Linked DNA regions of Sus scrofa: region 1 is linked to region 2. A link is a contact called in public HiChIP or PLAC-seq data. All regions are on one chromosome and are shown on one strand. Each heading gives the region's core, a stretch centred on a gene start, on an enhancer-like site or on the middle of the called end of the contact. The rest is flanking DNA. Distances are from core to core; before and after follow the strand shown.

Region 1 (4,080 bases), core at 1,190-3,689, 130 kb before region 2:
AAGTTAATTTTTATAAAAATCTGAAGTATCCAGGTAAACATTCCAGTGAGCAACTAGAATTTAAGCATAGAACTGGAGGAGGGGGAGTGTTCAAACTATAAATACAGATTTGGAAACCATAATCATACAGGTCCCTGACTAAAACCATGAAAGCAGATGAGGCTGGAGAGTATATAAAAAGAGAGGATAGTTGTCACCTTGAGTCATCACCAAATCTCTGGGCCTCAAGTACTGACGCTGTTCCAGGTGACTATTTTAAACCAAGTAAGAATCAAATTGCCAATTCTTATAACTCAGTAATAAAAACAGTAACAATAGGCAAGGTATCTGGATAGAATTTCCCTAAAGATCTATAAATGGCCAATAAGCACATGAAAAGATGTTCAACATCATTATTAGGAATAAGCAAAGCAAAACCACAATGGCATACCACTTCACATTCACTAGGGTGGCTATAATTAAATGGCAGTTCCTCAAAAAGTTAAACACAGAGTTACCATACAACCCAGCAATTCCATTACTAGGTATTTTCCCAGAAGAGTTGGAAACAAACCTTCAGACAAAAACTTGTACATGAATGTTCATAGCATCATTATTCATAACAGCTAAAAAGCAGAAACCACCCAAAAGTCTACCAACTGATGAACAGATAAATGTGATACATCTATACAATGGAATAAAATACAAAAAGAAATGAAATACTACAAAAATGAATGAAATCAGCCATACGAAAAGGAATGAAGCACTGATACATGCTACTGCATGGATGAACATTGAAAACTTTACCCTAAGTTAAAGAAAACAGTTACAAAGGACTTCATATTACACATATGATTCCATTGATAGGAAATGTCCATAAAAGGGAAAACTTTAGACAAAGTACAGTTTTACATTCCTTAGAGCTGGGAGGGTTATGGGTGGGGGGAGGAGGGGGAGAGGAGGTTGGGGAGAAGATAAACAATATCTATTAATGACAGGATTCTTATGCAGGGTGATGGAAATGTTTTAATATTGTGATGGTATGGAGTTCCTGTTGTGGCTCAGTGGTTAACGAACCCAACTAGTATCCATGAGGATGCCAGTTTGATCCCCAGCCTTGCTCAGTGGGTTAAGGATCCTGCATTGCTGCGAGTTGTGGTGTAGGTTGCAGACACAGCTCAGATCTGGCTGTGGCTGTCCATAGCCTGGGAACTTCCATATGCTGCGGGTGTGGCCCTTAAAAAAAATACAATAAAATTGTGATGGTTGCAATTCTATAAATATAAAAACCGCTTGAATTGTACATTTTATTTTTTTGGCTGTGCCTGTGGCATGCAGAACTTCCCTGGCCAGGGATTGAACACTCACCACAGCAGCTACCCAAGCTACTGCAGTGACCCCACCAGATCTTTAACCCACTGCCCCACAGAAGAACTCCAATTTGTATACTTTAAATGGGAGTATTGCATGGTATGTGAATTATATCTCAAGAGAACTGTTTTTAAAAATCAAGTGGCCCTTTACAGATATCGAAGTACCTCACCAGCCAAGTACCACACTTTTTTAAGGAGGACAACAGGGACAGAGGGATGGCTGAACGTCCAAGTTTGGACTCTTCCCACTATATCATGCTGTTGAGATTTGGCATAATTAAACTCCTTGTGACACCACTATAGTTATACATTTCTCTAATGTTTGAAATCATAGTTTGCAAATCTGTGTTTAACAGTTCTCCCTAATTACACCACTAACCCCTTTAGGTTAGAGACTGTGCCTGGTTTCAGTGCATCAAGATCTGGTAGAGTACTTGCTACTTAACAGATGCTCAAATGAAGGTTTTTCAGGCAGGAAAGACCCACAACTGAAGTTATATATATAAGAGCAAAGCAAAGCATGGAACCTACCATAGGGCTATCCGCCCTCTCCAATCACAGGAAAACACAAAAATGAGGAATAAAGTGAAAGAAAGGAAATAAAGACGGGCGAAATGTTGGGCATCTCCTCCCTTCCCCACCCTCCACGACGGCTGGAAAGTTCCAGAAGGGAGTCAGGCGTGTCCGATGACGTCACTACGGCCCTTGGAGACCACCACTGAGGACAACTCGCGCTCTCACTTTCCCGCCTCTAAGAAACCCCGAGTTGGGAGTTAGCGCGGTTTGAGGGGCGGGGTTACGTCACGTCCGGTTCGGGACGCGCCACTGCTGTAAAGGGAAAGTCGAGCGCAGAGGGGCGGGGCCAAGAAAGCGCGCCTTCTGGGAGGGGGTGGGGCCGGGTTAAAGAGCGCCGCGTCACGTCCGGAAGACTTAGAGCCCGTGCGGAGGCGGTGCGGAGCGTTTCGGTCCTCAGCGGCTGGGGAACCACTGCGTGGTGTGAGGCTGCGGCGGAGCCTCTAGATAGAAGGCGCGAGAGGGTGGCAGCTTCGCTTGAAGCACGTCGAGCGACGACAGCAGCCAGGAGTCATGAGCGACAGCGGCGAGCAGAACTACGGCGAGCGGGTACGTAGCAGTGGTGAAGGGGGCGGCTGCGTGGTCCCAGCTTCTTGCATCTTTTCCAGGCCCGTCGGCCTCGGGCCGGGTGATGGGGGAGCGATTTCGGTTCCGAAAACTGAGACCAGGAGAGAGGGGAGTCAGGGTTTGAAAAGCCCTCCTAGGTAGTGTCTTAACCGTGAGGGAGACTGCCGGCATGTTTAGGTGGCTTGGTACCCGAAACGGCGGTTTTTTCCGTTATGAGGTGGTGGTGGGGGGGATTAAAAATGGCCGCTGCGTCCCCTCGGTGGTGGGGGAGGGGAGCAGTATCTCGTTTCGCCGTTGGTCTCCTGCGAAGCCTCGCCGCAGCCATCTTGGGCTGGCGGGCCGGGCGCGCTGCCAGAAGCACAAAATGGCGGAGGAGCCGCGCGTCAACGCGGGCCCGACCGGCGGAGGGGCCCACACCTCACAGGGTCGCGGGGGCTTCGGGAGGGAAAGAAGCGACGTTCTGTGGGGTCTTTCGCTCGTTAGGGTAAGACAAGGTCGAATTCTGAGCCCCGAATGTATGAAATTCTAGAGTGTTCTTGGGGCCTCTTTTCAGGTGGGGGAACTAGGAGAAGTCCTGGGCCCGTTAGTTTGAGGAGATTACGCGCGGGCTTTGTGTTCGGCCTAAATGCAGTGTTTTTCTTTGATGTCGAAGAGGGTCTCAAACCCTAGATCGTTGCGGTGTCCAAGTAGACCACAAGGTCGCTGATATTTTCTTGTTTTATAGAGGTCCCCCCCCCCCCACGGGATGGTGGAGAAATTGGCGGGTAACAATTTATGGCGCCGTTGTTTCCTTTGTTTTGAGGCATTCTTGTTATGTGAACTACAGCTTGTTTTGGTGCGCTTTTAAGTTTTCACTTAAAAATGTAGAGTTCCGTGAGGGTTGGATCAAGTGCAGAAATAAGACAGTTCCTGGGCTTAAAAAGCATGATGTAAAGCTTGGTTTTGGGTCCTTGAGTACAAATGTGTAAAGATGTAAGACTTGGCAGAATCTTGCCTACTTGGAGCTTGAGATTTGTTGGAAGGGTAATGAACACCATAGAACTTGATTTTTTTTTTTTTTTTTTTTTTAAACCTTGATGGGATTAGGTTAGATGTTACGTAATTTTCCGGTAAAATCTATTCAAATATCTGGTAAATCTATTCAAAAATCTTCCACAAAGGAATGAGAAAGATTTTAGGTGGTTCATTAGAAGGGTATTGTTGGGGAAAAAAAAAACTTATTTTAGCTCTTAGAATCTTAGTGGATTTACCGTGTAACTTCTGGATTCAAATCTGATTAATTTGGCTTGAACTAATCAGGCCCCATCTTTAGCTATGCAGATGAATTTTGGCTTTATATATTTTTCCCTAAGACGTTTGATTTTTCACTGTCATCAGTGTTTGTCTGATTATTTAAGCTTTTTTGTAGAGAGAAAGCTTGGATCCAGTTCACAAGTTGTTGAAGCTGTGGCTTATGGTTTCTGCCAGTTGGGAATACTATCGAAATTAGGCGTCTGGACTGAAAAGGAAATGCTTTTTTAGTCTTTAGCTATTAAAACAATGGGTATTTTTGTTTTGAGAATACAAAATGACTAGCCTCTAATGACTG
Region 2 (4,456 bases), core at 330-2,829:
AAAAAAAAAAAAGAAAGAAAAAAAAATTGAAATAAAAATAAAAATCCACATTTCTCCGGTCAAAGCATCATTTCGTCTAAGGCCCCCAGAAGTCCAGATCTTGGAATCATCTTCTGTCCTTTCCCCTATGAATCCTACCAATTTTTTTTTCTTTCCTGTAGAATTTCATTTCCTGGCTAGGACCAGGCTCTAACCATCAGACTTCCACCCGGGCCCCGGAACTCGCAACCGGCCTCTAGCCTGTCTGGCTCCTACCCTAGCCCCTCGGCTCGGGCTGCTCTCATCCCAACCCTGCCTCTTCCGTCGGTCACGTTGTTTCCTCCGCTTGGAAGGACCTCTTTCCTCTCCGGGCCCTTCCCAATGCTCGGGGAACTCCTACACCGCCGAAGCTCCTCCGCTTCCAGCCACCCTTGCTTCCCACCACCCCGGCTGGGGGGACTGAACCCGGCCTCGCAGCCTAACAGAGAGAGTCGGTCCTTCGGCTGCAGCCCCTGCTCCCTCCCCGCCACCTGGCTTCGCAGCGGCGGCTCGGGAAGCCCTCGGCACTTCCCAGAATAGAGAGCAGCTGCCAACGTCAGGCTGCCGCCGGCCGCGGGATTCCGGACGCACGGGATGCGGGCGGAGGGGACGTGGCCCCACTCCGGCCTTCTGTCTCCCCTCGCGGGCTGGGAAACTGAGGCCCAGGACCGGAACAATTTCCCCGGGGTGCAAGGTCCGTGAGGGCCCGGCCAGTCCCGGGCCCCAAACCTCCCAACTCTCGTCCGCGCTCCCTCGACCACACGCGCCGCCGGGTCGCCCCGAAGAGCGGGGCGGGGAGCGGGTCTCCGAGCAAGCGCTCCGCCCGGGAACGCGCAGGGCGCAGGACTCGGCCAACTCGTCGCGAAAGTTGTGGTCTCCCCGCCTGCCCTCGCTTCTCACCTCTGAGACACACCTTCCCGCCGGCCCGGCAGCCGCGCCCTCACATCCGGTCCACCTTGCGCACACCCCTTTCCACGCTCTCGCACAGCCCCTCGCCCTCCCACGCCTGCGGCTCCCAGCCGCTCCCCCTCACGCACTCCCACCCGCGCCCGGGGCGCGCCTTCCCCGCCCCGCCGCTCTCCCGGCCTCCGCGCCGCGCCCGCCCGAGGTTCTGGCGCCCGGGAGCCCCAGCCCCGGGCCGCGACCCGCTTCCGCCTGCCCGGCGCGGGGCTGAAGCCTGGGTAGCCGCGCGGAGCGCTAGGAGCGCGGGGGGCGCGAGGCGAGGGGCGCAGCGGCGCGGGGCGGGGAGGGGGCGCTCGCTCGCTCACTCTCGGCTGCGCACACGCCCGTACAAACTCTCACACAGACACACGCGGGGTGCGCTGCCGCCGCCCGCCGCTGCTCCTCCTCCCGCCACCGCCTTGAGAGGGAGAGAGAGGGAGGCAGAGAGAGCGCTTTGTCCGCGCGCCGCCGCCCGGCCCGGGACTCTGCCCCGAGGAGGCAGCCGCGCCGAGTCCCCGCCTCCGCCTCTGCCCCCGGGCGGGCCGGGCCGGCCGCGGTGGGGGAGCCAGGCTGAGGGTGAGGGTGGGGGTGGGTGGCGGGCGGGCGGAGGGCGGGGAGGGGGGCGGAGGAGGAGGAGGGGAGACGAGGGCAGCGGAGGAGGCGAGGAGCGCCGGGTACCGGGCCGGGGGAGCCGCGGGCTCTCGGAGAAGAGACGGATGATGAACAAGCTTTACATCGGGAACCTGAGTCCCGCCGTCACCGCCGACGACCTCCGGCAGCTCTTCGGGGACAGGAAGCTGCCCCTGGCGGGACAGGTCTTGCTCAAGTCCGGCTACGCCTTCGTGGACTACCCCGACCAGAACTGGGCCATCCGCGCCATCGAGACCCTCTCGGGTGAGCAGTCGGCTCTGTCCCCCTCCCCCCCTTCGCCCTGCTCAGGCCAGGACGGCGTCCGGAGGGAGGCCGAGCCCTGCGGGCGGCGCCCGGCGGGGGCTCCAGCGCCGGCACGTTCACTTCCACGCACCAGACCTTCAACTCTCACCGCCGGCCCGCTCCTGGGACGGCCCGCTCCCCTCCCCCCCTAGTTCGGGATTCACCCTTTGCCCTCCCAGCCTCAGTCCTGGGGGTACCCCCGTGCTGCCTCGAGGGTCCTCGAGGCTCGCTCGCTCTCTGGGGGCACCCCTCGTTCCTCTGGCTCCCCAAGCTCTCTCCAGAGTTCCCCCGCCCCCATCCTTAGAGAGCCCCCGTCCCCTCTTTTTCCCTGACCTTCTCGTCACCCCTTTTGTGAGGGACCCCCCCCCCAATTCCTGCATCTCCTGTCCCTTGACCAGACCTTACCCCTTCCCGTGCCTCGTGCCCAGGACCTCTCGCCCTCTGGCGTTCCCTGAACCGCACTCTCCTTTCGAGCCCCCTCCCCAGCTCGCCCCGCAGTCCCCCACTTTGGGCACCCCCTCGGCCCCACACAGATGATCCCCTCTTAGGTTTCGGGGCTCCCCCAACCCCAGCCCCTGTACGACGGCACATCTCTCTCGGTCCTCTCCCGAACCTCAGTCCCCTCTCGCTCGTCTCTCAAGCGCTCCTATTTTTCTCTGAATTTTTTGTCCGATTTTATTGAGAAGAATTCGGAGCTGGGGGCTTTCCGCCGCCTGTCCCCCCGCCTCCCGCTCGGCCAGAAGCACCTTTTTACGAGGTGCCCTGTCTCAACTCGGTGGGGGCCCGGGCTGAGAACCGAGAAAGAGGCGACCGGGGGGCCCGCGAGAGCGCTGGAGCCCAGACGGGAGACGGAGAGCGACACACACACACTCGCGCGCGCGCGCACTCACCAACTCTCCCTCTCGCACACGCACCGCTCGGAGCCGCGCTCGCCCCCAGGCCACGAGCCTGCGCCCCCGGAACCCCAGCCGGGCCGGAGCCCCTTCCCCACCGGCGCGCCGAGTGGGGGCGGGGCGGCGGCAAGGCCAAGGTGACCAGAAGCCGGCTGGGACCCGGCTCTCGCGGAAGCGGACCTCGGGGGGCTTCGGCGCGTCTCTCCCGGGCCACCGGGAGGAGAGGGCTGGGAGGGGAGCACAGCGGAGCCTTCGGGGCCCGGGTTAGCGGAATGGAGAGGTGGGGGCCAGGAGAGGAGTGGGGCCGCGCCAGCCCTGCAGCTTGAGTTTCAAATGAGCTCATCCTTTTAAATTGGCGCCGCTCTTTATTAAATTTGTTTTTCCGGTAATGCCACCCACAGCTCTACCTGGGGTCGAGAGCCGGGCTCGCACCCTTCCCACCTCGTCCCAAGACACAGGGCGCCCACCTTTCTTCCCACTGGGAACCAAGTTTGCCCAGCTCGAGCCGGGTAGGAGACCCCTTGAGGGCGCCCGAAGGCGGAGCCGGAGCATGGAGTTCTGTGCGTGCTCCTCCTAGACCCCCGCGGGTTTGATCGCAGGAAGGTTCTGAGTGCTTTAATTTCTGTTTTAAAGGTAAAGTGGAATTGCATGGGAAAATCATGGAAGTTGATTACTCAGTCTCTAAAAAGCTCAGGTAAATATATTTTGCTTAGTTATTTTGTGATTAGTCTTCCGTATAAAATAAAAATACACTCAGTTTTTCAAAATATGCTTTTATAGTTTTAAAAAAGGCTTTTGTTTGTTTTGTTAGTGGAGATAAAATAGTTTAGAAAGTTACATTTTTACTTTCATTATATAAGGTGTTTACTGTACTTGGAAAATATCTGGTGCCTTATTGGGGGGTGGGGGATGGCTAACACTAGCTGTGTTAAATTCGCTGGGACCGTTTGACTTGTTTATGAAAACTTGCCTCCCACCCCCCCTCCCGCCCCTACCCCCAGCACAATGGCAACAAATGCTTGTCAAGACTTCCTGTGAGATGTTAAGAGTAAATATTTACTGTGTCAGCTAAATTGCTTAACTAAACTTTGCGATTAATTAGTTTTCTCTTTTAGATAGCATAATGTTGAATAATAAAATAATTCAGTAAGGGGTCGATACTTTGCATAGCACTTTAAACTAGTAGGTTGTTTGGATTGGATGGCAGTTAAAAGCCAGCTCTTTTTAGTCACTGAGACTACTGAATATTGCTTCTGAGCGTGTTGTTGTTGTTGTTGCTTTTAAGTTAGGTTTGAGCCTAAACAAATATCACTGTGAAATCTATAATTATATTTAAGTGCACTGTTGTTAATGAAGGAGTAAAAAGTTTTGTGGAGGTTGGATTTCCCCAGTGATTTGCTTACATGAGAATGTCTATGAGGAGAGAATGAGGGAGAACATCTTTGTTTTAAAGCTTATTGTGGACTTTAAATTTGGGCCCTTTATTACTCACTCTAGATTTTTTTTTTTTTCTCCTATGTGTCGTAACTTAGTTTATATCCGATTCACATACATTTCTTCACCATTAGTCATTAAGTAGCTGAATTGGAGACTCTGAAGTGAAGACTTTGACTTACCACCTTTACAATTTGGGATATTCAGTAGTGTAACCATTTACTTGATTTTTGCCA

Evidence for each region. HiChIP or PLAC-seq counts read pairs in DNA pulled down with a chosen protein or histone mark.
Region 1: an H3K27ac HiChIP or PLAC-seq map of skeletal muscle shows a contact between it and region 2. The contact joins the promoter of TRA2B here to the promoter of IGF2BP2 in region 2. A contact is called at or near these places in 2 of 5 promoter capture datasets (fetal liver and fetal skeletal muscle), 6 of 47 Hi-C or Micro-C datasets (adipocytes, embryonic fibroblasts, epiblast stem cells and 3 more) and 1 of 2 datasets of contacts at active chromatin or transcription factors (skeletal muscle).

What each region holds. Positions count from the first base shown.
Region 1 is chr13:123,779,110-123,783,189 of Sscrofa11.1, reverse strand. TRA2B (transformer 2 beta homolog) reads left to right here and starts at 2,439. Exons shown (of 9, transcript NM_001077221.1): 1 at 2,439-2,474. The coding sequence starts at 2,439.
Region 2 is chr13:123,647,173-123,651,628 of Sscrofa11.1, reverse strand. It overlaps IGF2BP2 (insulin-like growth factor 2 mRNA-binding protein 2), which reads left to right and starts at 1,579. Exons shown (of 15, transcript XM_021069998.1): 1 at 1,579-1,854; 2 at 3,420-3,480. The coding sequence starts at 1,677.